Regions from separate parts of the Sus scrofa genome. Here region 1 is linked to region 2. A link is a contact called in public Hi-C data. All regions are on one chromosome and are shown on one strand. The core of a region is the stretch at or near the end of the contact, and the rest is flanking DNA. Distances in the headings are between cores, read along the strand shown. Region 1 overlaps BACH1 (transcription regulator protein BACH1). Region 2 overlaps MAP3K7CL (MAP3K7 C-terminal-like protein).

What was found. A called contact is a pair of places that touch in the nucleus more often than the background predicts.
Region 1: a contact with region 2 is called in a Hi-C map of skeletal muscle, with 4 times the contacts expected there. The contact joins two enhancer-like sites. A contact is called at or near these places in 1 of 47 Hi-C or Micro-C datasets (skeletal muscle) and 1 of 2 datasets of contacts at active chromatin or transcription factors (alveolar macrophages).

Annotation. Positions count from the first base shown.
Region 1 is chr13:192,678,656-192,685,567 of Sscrofa11.1, reverse strand. BACH1 (transcription regulator protein BACH1) reads right to left here. Exons shown (of 5, transcript XM_021070889.1): 2 at 5,240-5,533; 3 at 2,133-3,476; 4 at 22-228. The coding sequence starts at 5,473. Among named protein-coding and RNA genes, the nearest start is that of BACH1, 26 kb to the right of the region's middle. Within about 2 kb of position 1,782, at least 9 of the 83 cell types and tissues checked have an H3K27ac peak or open chromatin away from gene starts, as enhancers often do. A contact at or near this core is called in skeletal muscle, where this site is marked.
Region 2 is chr13:192,498,042-192,504,752 of Sscrofa11.1, reverse strand. All of the region lies in intron 3 of MAP3K7CL (MAP3K7 C-terminal-like protein), which reads right to left. Among named protein-coding and RNA genes, the nearest start is that of MAP3K7CL, 12 kb to the right of the region's middle. Within about 2 kb of position 2,007, at least 6 of the 83 cell types and tissues checked have an H3K27ac peak or open chromatin away from gene starts, as enhancers often do. A contact at or near this core is called in skeletal muscle, where this site is marked.

The sequences.
Region 1 (6,912 bases), core at 533-3,032, 180 kb before region 2:
ACAAGAAACTTGTATGCTTACCAACTTCTCGATTTCTGACTCAAGATTCTGTATACAGTCAAGCTTTCTTTTGCGACAGCGCTGTGCAGCAATTCTGTTTTTACTTCTTCTCCGAATGTCATGGATGCAATCCAGTTGTTCTGGAGTCAGCTTGTGCATTTTCAACAAGGACTGAAAATCATTTCTAGAGAGTGAAATTATCCGTTGTGCGTTAAATGGCAGTTTCACCTAGAAGGAAAAATAAACATTAGTCATTGTTGCTATATTTTGTAGTTACACTTAAATCTAGGAAGAAGAAAAATACATATCTAGGTTTTCCAAGGAACTTCATTTAGACTTAAAGAAGACCCCTATTCCCAATTTCTAAATGATCTCTTATTAAAAAAGACTGAAAATTTAATGGATTTTTTTTTTTTTTTTAATGGCTGCACCTGTGGCATATGGAAGTTCCCAGGCTAGGGGTCAAATAGGAGCTGCAACAGCCGGCCTACACCACAGCCACACCAACACCAGATCCAAGCCATGTCTGCAACCTACACTTCAGCTCATGGCAACACCAGATGCTTTAAGCCACTGAACGAGGCCAGGGATCAAACTCTCCGTCTTCATGGATACAAGTCGTGTTCTTAACCTGCTGAGCCACAGTGGGGACTCCTAATTTAATGGATATTTCTATTCTATTTTCAAGAGGGTTCAGAAGATAAATAAATTTAGAAGCAGACTTTTTTTCAGTAAATCAAACATCCTGACACAAATATTAATATACTTAAGATTAAAAACAGAATTTTAATAATTTTACTAGGGCATATTAATACCCCACAGATATCTGTAAGGCTCTTTCTAAAGTGTGTTTAATGTATTGTTATCCAAACCAAAACCAATCGATTTTATTTTTTGATTTATATTACTGTGTAGCATTGATTTAATACTGGCATAAAAACACTAGTAATTTCTAAAGATTTCAGAGAACTTATTTTTCTGTCAGGCAAATGACAGTTTCACATAATTCATTTTACTTGCCAATGTAGAAACTGTTAGAAAAAAACCTTATGAATATTTTAAAGTCATTTTCAACACACTTAAATTTGAAAAAAAAGATAATTAGAAAGAAACGACACTGAGGGATAGTTAATTACCGTAATTATCAAAAATGCAAATGAAACACTGGTCAGTTTCTTTGGCAAATTACTTAGTCTTTCAAGCTGACAGAAATTAGTTACATGAAATAATCTAAAACTTCATAAATGTTTCATTTTTAACATTCTTTTCATAGTTCCAAACATTGGAATTACCAATGTCATATAAAAATTTATGGATGTAACTCATGCATACATATTACTTCTTAAATTAAATCAACAATCGCCTCCCTGCAAAGCCGGGGTGGGGGGGGAACTCTTTCATTCTTCCAAACTATGTCATCCAACAAATATAAAGACAAAGAGAATGATAAAGAACTAACAAGCCCTTATTTTTACTGGAACTACAGTAATGTTTTACAAAAAAGCATCTATCAAATACAATCATTTGTACACAAAGCATATAGATCATAATATGATTAATGCCATACCAGGTATACAAAATGCGTGCTAAATGATTAAGACATTCTCTAAATTAACAGCTGAAATGGCTAAGGAAAAAATAAGAAAAACATTAATAGCTATGAGAGGCTAATTTAAAGAAAACTCTGGATCAGAAGCCACATTCCTAAAATGAGTCACTGCTAAGTCATTGCTAAGTGACTAGTCCCGCGTCTAGACATCCTTGTGGCAATGAACACGACTAAATATGTGCTGTATTTAACTAGAAGTTATCACATAATGATTACAGAGTTATTACTCTTTTCCCTCTTGGGACATGGCATTTAATTTGAACAGTTAAACAGCCAATGTATGAATCTACTCCCTCGTTAACATAATAAATACACCTATTTGAAATATATGAAGACAGAAGTCTTTCATACTTCTTCCCGCACTCCTGGTATTTATCCTGTTTTTTTAAACTACTGTACATGGATGTCTCCCCTCCCTGCCTGAGTCGGCTCAGGTCCCTAGCAGTGCAACAGGTGCTGACACATTAATCCCAATGAATGGTGGTAAAACAATGACTTAACAACTCACTTATTTTCTGCTCACCTCACATTCTTGTTCTCTGGCTGAACAGGGTTCACTGTCTCCTTCAGTATCTGTTTCAGAGTCGTCTCCCAAGCTAATCACACACGCATAGGGACAAGGCTCCTGCTGGGGCTCTGAAACATAATCATCATTTCCGATTTCCAAATTGCTCGAAGAGCCTTCAGTACTCAGAGTACTTATAAAAGGGCAATTGACAGAACTCAGCGTTGTAAAAGTCCTCTGACCCGGTTCCGGGCTCTCGCTAATCCTGATACCTAGCCAGGGACACTCAGACCGTTTCTGGGAGTAGATCTGTTCTGAGCCATCTTTGGCCATGGCAGGTGATAATTGCATTTGGCATGGAGAGTCCGTGCTGCAAATGTCAGTCCAGAAGCCTTTCGCTAGGTGTTCTGCCACTTCTCGCTCTACACTACTCAGATCACTTGAGGCAAGGCTACTATCTTCCCTGGAGCCAGAGTCAGATTTCAAACGTAAATCTTGACTCTCACCAAAAGTTTTTTCTTCTTGAACATCTGAACCCGACAACGGCTTCTCTGTTAACACTGCTGTGTTCTGCATACCAGCAAAATTCAAGTCACCATATTGGTCATACGTGTGTAAAAGAGACAGAGAATAGAGCCCATGGGGGTCTGTAGAACTGGGGGGGAAAGGAGTTGCTCCTGTTTTTTCTGATGGGCACTGAGAGGCAGGATCTTTCTTCTTGGCTTCTTCATGTTCCATTGCTAATTTTCTTTCTTCACATTTTAAAATCACCTGCAAATCTGCACAGTCCTGGACACCTCCTGAACACTCACGTTCGGAGGGCTCGTTTGGCTGAACAGAAGAAGTGTGAATGTCTTTGACACTGGACTCCACAGCACGGACTCTGTCAGTTCCAAACGCTTTCTGGAACTTCCGGTATTTGGGGCATAAAGACGGCAGAGACAGAGCAGCATCCTTTTCTAAGCACATGGATTCACATGTTTGACTGGCACTGTCTTGCAGAGGAGGCAGTACTTGTGCACTCCCCTGATACCGGCGGAGTTTACAGTGAGGAGTCCGCACATTTTTGTGTTCCAAAAATTCCTCCACTTCATCAATTTCTAAATCCTTCTGGTCCAAAAGTGAAAATTTAAAATCTGGTTTCTGACAGGATGATGAGAAACATTTTTTTCTTGGGCATTCTTGCTGGTCTGCAGCAGAGTCCAAAAACTTGTATTTGAGAAACTGAAAGCAGGATTCCTCAATATCAGATACACCTAAAAATTCCACACATTTGCATACTTCGTCCACATTGTCCTTACTTAAAATCAGTTTAGCGGTGTAGGCAAACTGAATTAAAGGTTCGAATCCTTTAACTGTCACCTGTTAATATACAAAATAAAAACAAATGCATCACATGAAAGCTGTCTAGTAGATAAGTACAAGAGAAGTAGGAAGGGAATGAATGGCAAGATGGGTAACCTCTCCATAACGGCTTATTTTAATGGGTATTTTAATTTGGTAAGAAAAAACATTCTTCCAGGAAATGTAAAGCAAAGGGAGTCTGGGAAAGCATAGTTCGCACATCCTATTCATTACAATCACACCCTCCACTTTATAGATTTCACTCTCAATGACCCATGGAGTTCAGTTTACTGATAGGAGGTAAGACATAAACACCGCCACAACTGTCCACATTAGCTGAAAGAAATCATCTATGGAAGAAAGCAGCATGGACACAAGTTGCAACACAGAGTCAAGTGCCAGGTGTCTGCTGCCATCCCATCTCCATGTGGTCCCTACATTCCACCAACTCCCCAACTGCTATAAACTACAAATGTGAAATTTGTAACAATGGAAAACAAAGTATCTAAAGTCCTGACCCATGGGGAATGCACAGTAAATGGTAACTATTATCTTTATCTTTTATCTCATGACAAAAATCTAATAAAATTTTTTAATTTCAGTTTTAAAAAGTGAGCTAAGAGAAGATCTAAAAAATTATGCCAAGTATTGTTTCAGAAAAGATTCATGGACTCTAGGTAGTAACATCTTTAAGTAGGAACTTGTGCATTTACACTGCCTCTGCAAAATGAGGGGCAACTGAAGCCCATGGCAACACAAGGAAAGTCTCATTCTGGGCTTAAGACACAAAATTAGTTTTAAAACACTGAATTCTTCTAAGAATGATCAAGATACACTGTCATCAAAGAGCAGCCTGCACAGAGCTGTTACACACATGCTTTGTCCAAATTCCTTTTAACAGCTTCTGATGTGTGTCCCAATGCCTAAAGCTCAGCACTCTTCCAGCTGTAGATACTAACGCAATCAAGCAAGCTGCTGGAAGAGTCCCTGCACCCAGCTCCAGCCCTAGAGAGAGGTCTCCTAGAGGCAGGATGGTAACAAAGACTTAAATGTCCAGATGAGTAAGCTCCACAACAGGCTGGTGGGCAAAAGGTGTGTGAGAACAAGGCTCTATAAAGATGACATAATAGCACCCTTTTTCTAATAATGCATAAGCCACAATCTCAAGAAAGAAGAGAGGGAGAGAAAAAAGAACAGTTCTGGAGTACCTTAACACCCACACGTAGACAAAATGAGGAGGCTGGAATGCATAATCTTTTGGGTTCCCTCCAAATTCTAAAATGCTTTGCTAAGAGCTACTTGAAAAGCTGAAAAATCTGGCAACTCTGGCTCATAGTTAAAACAATTAACACTGAGCATCCCAGGGAGCCACCAATTCACTCCCAGCCCATGTCCACGAGGGCATGTCTGAGAGGAATGGAGGCTGTGGAGACCCCTAATCCCCATCACAGCTCCTCATCACAGGAAAAAAGGAAGAGTATGGCCTGCAGTGTGGTCCCTCCCACCCAACATGACCTCACCAAATGTCTGTAATCCACCCGCTGCGTCATTTCATCAAAAATAATGTAACAGGGGTCAAATTATTCAACTGCTCAATAAATACTAACTAGCACCCAAAGTTAATCATTTTACATGGAAAATGTCATCATTTCCAAGAAAACAAAAAAGCTAAGGAAATGCACTGTTGCAGAAGCCAAGGAAGGGCTCCTTGGCCTATTTTAACTTTATAAACCATGACAGAATTAATGACATTCGGTTAAAATCAGGGTGACCTCTCCCACCTCCTCAGGCAGAGTGATGCGCAGCTCAGCGTCGGCCTGGCCCGAGAGCCTGGCGTGGAAGTAGGCACTGCAGGCCGCCAGCACGGCCCGGTGGGCGCGGAAGGGCTGGCCCTCCACCAGGACCGTGACATCACACAGCACGTCCTTCCGGCGCTGCTCGTCCAGGCTGAGCAGCACGTGGGCGCTGTGCACCGAGGACTCGTAGGCGAACACCGCGCTCTCACCCAGCGACATTCTGCGTCACAGATGGTGCCGGGAGGTTCCGAGAGAGCATGCTTCTGATCGGCATCAACCCTGCCAAGACACAGGCCGGGGGTCACTCACAGGAAACGGTGGGAAAGCAGGTTTTAACAAATGACAGTGGCAGACATCCATTAAAACACCCATCACTAAAACCCAACTGAAAACAAAAGCCTCTGGAAGAGCCTTTGGTCACTTGAGCTCATTTAACATAGGTTCTTAATAACAGTTTTTCTAATTAATTTTAGTTTTTCTAATTAATTTTAGGTTCTTGGGGTAACAGAGGGAAGTCCTTTTGGAAGTCAGGATTTCATAGCTCTCTGAAAATAAGACATTTCCTACAGAGAAAACAGCTCCAATGAGCAAATGGGTAGAGCTGAGAAACTTCTGGGTGGCATCCCAATTCTGTTGCTTTAAGACACTAATCAGTGTGTGTGTAGGTCCCCAGAGGTTGGTTACACTTTAGGATGGGACCAGAGGAACAGGCACGTGGCACTCCACAATTCTCCATGCCGCATTCCCCAACATCTGACAGCAGGTAGGAGGGCTTGATGCTTCACAACAAGGGGCGCATTCTACAAAGAAACAGTTCCTTCAGCACAAAGAAGAAAATGACGTTGATCTAAAGACTCCAATATGTCAGGCTGGATCTTGGTAATGAGTCCTTTTTTTTCCTTCTTCTTCTTTTGGCCACACCCACAGCATATGGAAGTTTCTGGGCCAGGGATGGAATCTGAGCTTCAGCTGAGAACTATGCCACATCTGTGGCAATGCTGCATCCTTAACCCACTGGGCTGGGGATCAAACCCGTGCTGCCACAGAGTCAATGCCGGCTGGGTCTTTAACCCACTGCACCACAGCAGGAACTCCAGTAAATGGTCTTTTTTTACATCACAAGTCTTACTTGACAGTATAAAATGTAGGCAACAAATATGACTACTCCATCATTAAAATTACGGTTTACCATATATAGAAACTCTCGGTTTTCTCAAAATGCTAAAACGTAAGAGAAAGTTCTCAAAAATGTTTATTTTTAAAAGTACATAGTAACATATAGCAGCGCCCAAACATTTTTTGATCACGTACATACTACTGGCAAAAAGAAAGGGTGGTCCCAATTTTGTCTACATATTTCAGCTCCTCATAGGGGTCATCCCCTTTTGATCTTCTGACACCTCTCTCACCGTCTGAAACAAGAAAGCCTTCAAATATTCAGTAACTGATAAATGTTACTGCTTTCAGATTCACTATATTCTAAAACAGAAATGAAAGGAAAAATAAGAACTACTAAAGTTAAAACAGACTAGGGTGAATTCTACCTTAAAGTCAGGGTTGTCTTAGTCATAAACATGTGAAATGCATTTATAAATTCTATTTCACTTATGTATTTATTTTTAAGGTGTTCATTATAGCTGAGATAATAAGTTCCTCGG
Region 2 (6,711 bases), core at 758-3,257:
GCACTCCAACTTGGCCTGGGAACTTTCATATACCCCAGGTGCAGCCATTAACAAAAAAAATTAAAGGAAGCAGTATGGGCCATATACAGCAGCAGAAGCAAGCATCCTCTCCCTACTCACTGACAGTACTATCCAGAATAAAACACAGCACGCCAGGAGCTCCTAGCTTCTAAGAGATTACATTTCTTTGAGAGCATCGAAGATAATCGTCAGAAAGATAATTCAAACAAGGACAGGATTCACCTCTGCTAAACACCTCAAGGGCCTCTGGTATATTTTAGTGAAGATTAGTATGATAGGGCGTCCCGTTATGCCTCAGCTGTAACGAACCTGACTAGTATCCATGAGGATTCGGGTTCAGTTCCTGGCTTTGCTCAGTGGGTTAAGGATCTGGCATTGCTGTGAGCTAGGGTGTAGGTTGCAGACTCAGCTTGGATCTGGTGTTGCTGTGGCTGTAGCGTAGGCGGGCAGCTGTAGCTCCAGTTCGACCCCTAGCCTGGAAACTTCCATACGTTGCAGGTGCAGCCCTAAAAAACAAAAAACAAACAAACAAAAAAAACAAAAAGAGTAGTATAATAATACTGCCACTTAAAAGTGGCTTAAGTCAATGACAATTGGGGACCAGCTGTGAATTCATTTGTTCCTATACCTGAACTTGGACGCCCTCAAGTTCACTGACATAGCATCACAGAGTGAGTTTAAACAGGGGAATCTTCCTAAGATCCTCGCTGCAGGCTGCAGAGCTGTCGCACTAAGAAACAAGGAGAACCAATCCCCAGCTCTTGGAATACTCTGTTCCTACCAAGAGGTGAAACTTCTGCCAAATAAGGTGATTTTTTAAATCTACGCCACCATTTGCAAAAAAATTGGACAAAAAACAGATTTTTTTTTTTTTAAAGACAGAACCAGTCACTTGTTTCTACTGACCCTTTGGAGGTAGCTTTTATTATAAAACCTATAGTTTATAAAACCGATTTGGCAAATTCCTGCTGTGGCTCAGTGAGTTAAGGATCTGGCATTGCGGCAGCCATGGCATAGGCTGCAGCTCTGGCTCAGATTTGATCCCTGGCCTGGGAACTTCTACATGCCATGGGTGCAGCCGAAAAAGAAAAAAAAAAAATCTTTTTTTAAACTGATTTTGGTCTAAGGTACCTTTAAATTTACTTCAATAAAATAGCAATAACCCAAATATCGTGATTATTTTCTCTCATTGAGTTCAAGGCCAGAACAATTTGTCACGGGTAAATGGGAACATGTTATACTCTGGCACCCCAACCCTAATAATCATAGATGAACAGGTATTTGTTGGAAGGAGAAACCATTTCTATGAAGTACAAGAGCAAATCGTGCATTCTAGAATTCCAAAAGACAGCCAGAGATGGAAATCAAGGCTTCCTGGGAATTAATCCACCTTGTTCCCTGTGAAGTCACACTCCTTCCTGCTTAATTATAAAAAAGGAAAAAATGTATTCATTTATTTTACTATAGTAAATAGCAAATATCTGGTATGACTTAGAATTAATAAACCCCATTATAAAAATCTGTCATTGTTAATAGTCACACCATGTAGAAGCAAATATGTGACCAGGCTGATAATTTTACAGATAAGTAAAGGTTTAAGATCAGACTCCTCGAGTTGAAAAAAAAAAAAAAAAGTCTAATTGATTGACATATAAATAAACATATAATAAATGATTTAGAGGGACATACACAATAAAAGCAAGGTTTTTGTTAAAGACTGGATCAAGGTGGATTAATCCAAGCAGGAAATGGCAGCGGAAACTAGAAAACCAAAGGCAGATGTAAGGAGACTACCGAGTTTGAAAGCCAGTCCTGTACTTCACTGCCTGATGCCATCTGGTTTGGCTGGCATCCTTGCCAGCCAGAAATTTCAGGGCTTGCAAAGCTGCTTACAAAGCTGCTCCAAGTTGATGTGTGGTGTGTTTACTTTTAAACAGTGGCTGCCTTCTTTGACTGGTTTTAAAAATAGGCAAATATTCTAAAAGCAGAATGATGAATCACAGGATTGGGCCAAAAGGAAAGAAGGAAAATGACTCAGGCAGACTAGTAGCACAGCTGTTCCACAAACATTTGGCCGAATCGCTGTAAAACATTTTGACAGTGATACCGGATCAGAGTTTCTAAGAGCAATTAAGTTTGTTTTGACAATTCCAGAAGTAGAATGTACAGTAGCTATGCAAGACACCCCCTTGGCAAATTTGGCTTTAAAAAAAAAAAAAAGGAGAGTCATGGCTAGGTATGTTTACAATGTGATAAAAGCACATTATTACAATGTGTTTATTTACCAAATATTTGTTGAATGCCTATTATATTCAAGGGACTGAGGTTCTATGCTAAATGGGCAAATCACTTCATAAAATTTTTAATGCATTAATAAAATAATTCATAGGTTTCCTTTTCAAAATGGCACTGTGGGCTGGATGGACTAAGCAAAACGTATCCTCAGGAATTTGTTAAAGAATGAAATACAAAGGAAAGAATGAAAGAGGAATTTTTTTTTTAAGCAAGCAGATGTTCACTGCCTGTTTTGCAAACACGATGTGACTAAGTCAATGGTACTTAAGATAGAACTGTCTTATTGGTATCCCAACCATTATAACATACCATAGTACATTTTGTGATGGGCTTGTCCCAGTATCTATTTAGCAGCTGTTGGATTGCTTTGGTGGTTATTCTGTTTCAGATTTCCTTAAATTGTCTGCTCAGTGTCTCTCTGTGAATCAGAGAAGTGGGACCCATTGGGTCTGTAATCCAGCTCCTCACTGGGTTATTAGTCTTTAGTAATTAGATCTATGCACTCAGAGCTCTCAGAGAATGCTGCAGCTGGAAGGAACTGGCCAGTCATCTGGCCCCAGACTCGGAGCAGAGCTGAAGACAAGGGCCCAAAGAAGGGGAAGTGGTCTGGAAAGACTAAGAGGTGTCTCCTGGACCCGGGCTCTTCACCATACCGCTCTGCTCGTCTTCACCTTCCGGTCCATGGCCCCCCCAACACATTTTGTATATTATAAGCCAATAAATTTTCCCCCCAGACATTGGGAATTGTGCCCTTAGAGTGTCCAAATGTTTATTCAGCTAGTGAAGATGATTCCAAAACAACTACCATGAATTATTAGCATCACTTTATGACAGTGACTATTTTAATGCCAAATCGTTAAGACAAGCATCATCTTAGAATACAAGCATATCCATCATATTGGATAAATTTAGCTTTACACACACGCACACACACACACACACACACACACACAACCTCACTTTCTATGTCTTTATTTCTTTTGTTTTCCATCAGAAAGGCAAACTTCATCAAGGCCAGGCCAGGTCTGCAGACCAGCATTTGAGAACAACTGCTCTAGTCAGCATCGTGACTAGACTTCCGAGACCATCACTCCCACCCCCACCCAGCTGTGTCTAGGCTGGAAACTCTAAATCCTTGGTAGAATAAGTGTAGGTTTCCACATGGAGAAGAAGCCCTCAGGAGAGAGAGAAGTCACACTCAGAGAATATTCCCAAGGCTCATTCCACTCCCCTACCTGGAACTTGAGAGGCAGTTAACCCAGCCAGAATCCATTCAATGCGTCTACACTTCCTGCAGCCTGCAGTCAGAGCTGACTAGATGGGAATATGCTTGCACAGCCGCAAGAGCCCTTGGCCCAGACAGGCCAGCACTTGGCTTAATAATCGAATACATTATCTTGAAATCGGCAATAATTTTTGAACTAAGAGCCCCCTTTTTTCTGCACCGTGCCTCCACAAATTATGTAGTTACAGGACAACAGCTGAGTGCTGGTGTCCTGGCGACTATCCTTCAGGGCACCAAGGGCAAACTGACACTTAAGAGGCAAGTGAGTTTGGGCAGTGGCTACAGTTCAGGGGCTCATGCAGCATCTTTCCTGGTAACTGTCTGCGAAGCCTCCTAACCTCTAAGGAAACAGCAGGTCAGTGCCATTTCGTAGGACAGACCTGCACATGAATCTTGGGTCAGTCACGTTTTAATAGATGAATAAGGACGATCTACATCATCTCTTTGAGACTCAGTTTTCTCCTCTACAAAATGGGCATAATATTCCCTACATCAGAAATTTATTAGTGGAGTTCCCCTCGTGGATCAGTAATTAACAAACCTCACTAGTATCCATGAGGACACAGGTTCCATCCTTGGCTTTGCTCAGTGGGATAAGCATCTAGCGTTGCTTGAGCTGTGGTGCATTCCTTTACCAATAAATTTCTTCTTTTTTTTGGTCTTTCTTTTTTTTTTTTTTGGTCTTCGTCTTTTTAGGGCCGCACCCATAGCATATGGAGATTCCCAGGCTAGGGGTTGAATGGGAGCTGTAGCTGCTGGCATACACCATAGCCACAGAAACACAGGATCCAAGCTGCATCTTCGACCTACACCCCAGCTCACAGCAATGCCAGATCCTTAACCCACTGAGAGAGGCCAAAGATCGAACCCAAAACCTCATGGTTCCTAGTGGGATTTGTTTCTGCTGCTCCATGACGGAAACTCCTGAATTTCTTTTTCTTTGTTTTTTCTGTCTTTCGTCTTTGTAGGGCCACACCTGCAGCATATGGAAGCTCCCAGGCTAGGGGTCAATTCAGAGCCCCTACTGCCACCCTACACCACAGTCAGAGCCACTGGGGATCTAAGCCACATCTGTGACCTACACCACAGCTCACAGCAATGCCAGATCCTTAACCCACTGAGCAAGGCCAGGAAGCAAATCCAAGTCCTCACATATACTAGTTGGATATGTTACCTCGGAGCCAGAACAGGAACTCCCCTCTCTTCATCTAAATCTGAATTTTTTTTTTTTTTTTTTTTTTTTTTTTTTGCTTTTTAGGGCCGCACTTTCAGCAAATGGAAGTTCTTAGGCTAGGGGTTGAATCAGAGCTACAGCTGCTGTCCTACACCACAGCCACAGCAATGCAGCATCCGAGCCACGTCTGCTACCTACCACAGCTCATGGCAATGCTGGATCCCAGACCCACTGAGCGAGGCCAGGAACCAAAGCTGCATCCTCATGGATACTAGTCAGATTCATTTCCACTGTGCCACAATAGGAACTCCCTAAATCCTGAATTTTAAAAGGACTTTTTTACATCCCTATCCAAGCAAACACTTTCTATATAAAATACTGTTAAAAATTTTTTTTAATTTATGCCTGAAAGGTCTCTGAGTATTTTCATTTTAAGTTTAAATCAAGTTCACATTTTGTTTTTAGAAATAAAGTAAGTGACGTGAGGCTGCCAACTCCTATTACAAATACATCAAAAAACTATTTTTAAAATTTCTAGATACCTTGGTTCTTGTTAGAGCATCACATCATTTTGAGATACATCAAAAGCTTTTTTAAACTTTGCTTCCTGCTTGTTAAATATTAGAAATGTGATGCCTTTCATACACATTGGATTTTCAGGGCCCATAAAATGAAAACTATAACTGTGAATATGAATAAAGGTTGAGTTTTGGTATGATACCTAGTTATTGTCAATTCCTTATAATTAATAAAAATCACCATGCTACTTTAACCAGTACCTAAAACTATCAGGCAAACAAGATCATACATCAAATAGACTGAATGATAGTTCTCTGCACAAAGAGACTTGACTCAGTTTAAAGAAGCTTTTATGTTCCTTAGAAACACTCATCTATTCACTATTACTGTAGCTATCATTTTCTGACCTTATTGATTTATCCTTTTGTAAGTATCTTTTGACTCATTTAGCTTAAAAAACCTACTCATCCACCCAGAAACATCTGCTTCAAGAAGAACCCATTGGAAATATATTTATTTCTCAGCACACCACTAAATAAAATTTACATTTCCCTTTCTTCTTTCCTACTCTATAAAAACATATCAGAACTAACGTTCTTCCATCATTTCCCATGACCATTGAGGGAGCCATTTGCTGACAGAAACATTCATGCTTTTCTCTTTTTACATGGATCCTACCTCTTGATGAGTAATAAAGTAAAAACAACCCCAAGAGCCTGGCTTTGAATCCCTTCCCATTACTTATTAACTGCTTGATCAGAGGCAAGTTACTTAACCTTAGCCAACACTTCCACATCTGTAAAATGGATATAATAACACTTCCTGCAGAGTTATCACCTGTGCCAAATTGATGAGATGGTTCAAGCAAGAGCACCTAGGAGCTCCATAAGCATTCATTTCCTTTCTCACCTTTCTTTAGAGTCTTACACAACAGAGTCCAACCAATGCATCCAGTTGTATCTCAAAGACTCTTCACCAGATATCAGAATAACCAATTCAGGGGGGTTATAGATATTGTAGTCTTGATTTTATAGTATTTGATAATTAAGTTTCAACGATGGTTCTTTTCTGTGCTCTGCCGAGGATGTAAATATAGGAGACCCTGCCACCACTGCCATTGCAGCCTTGAAAGGTTTTCAACTGATTGATGTCACTGCACGCTGAGGCAGCTTTAAAGGTGGGATCAGAGTTGGGACAGAATAGAACTTGGGAGCATTCAAAGAGGCGCACCTAGGAGTTCCCGTTGTGGCTCAGTGGTTAACGAATCCAACTAGGAACCATGAGGACACATGTTTGATCCCTGGCCTTGCTCAGTGGGTTAAGGATCCGGCGTTGCCGTGAGCTGTGGTTAGGTTGCAGACACGGCTCGGATCCTGTGTTGTTGTGGGTCTGGCGTAGGCTGGTGGCTGCAGCTCCG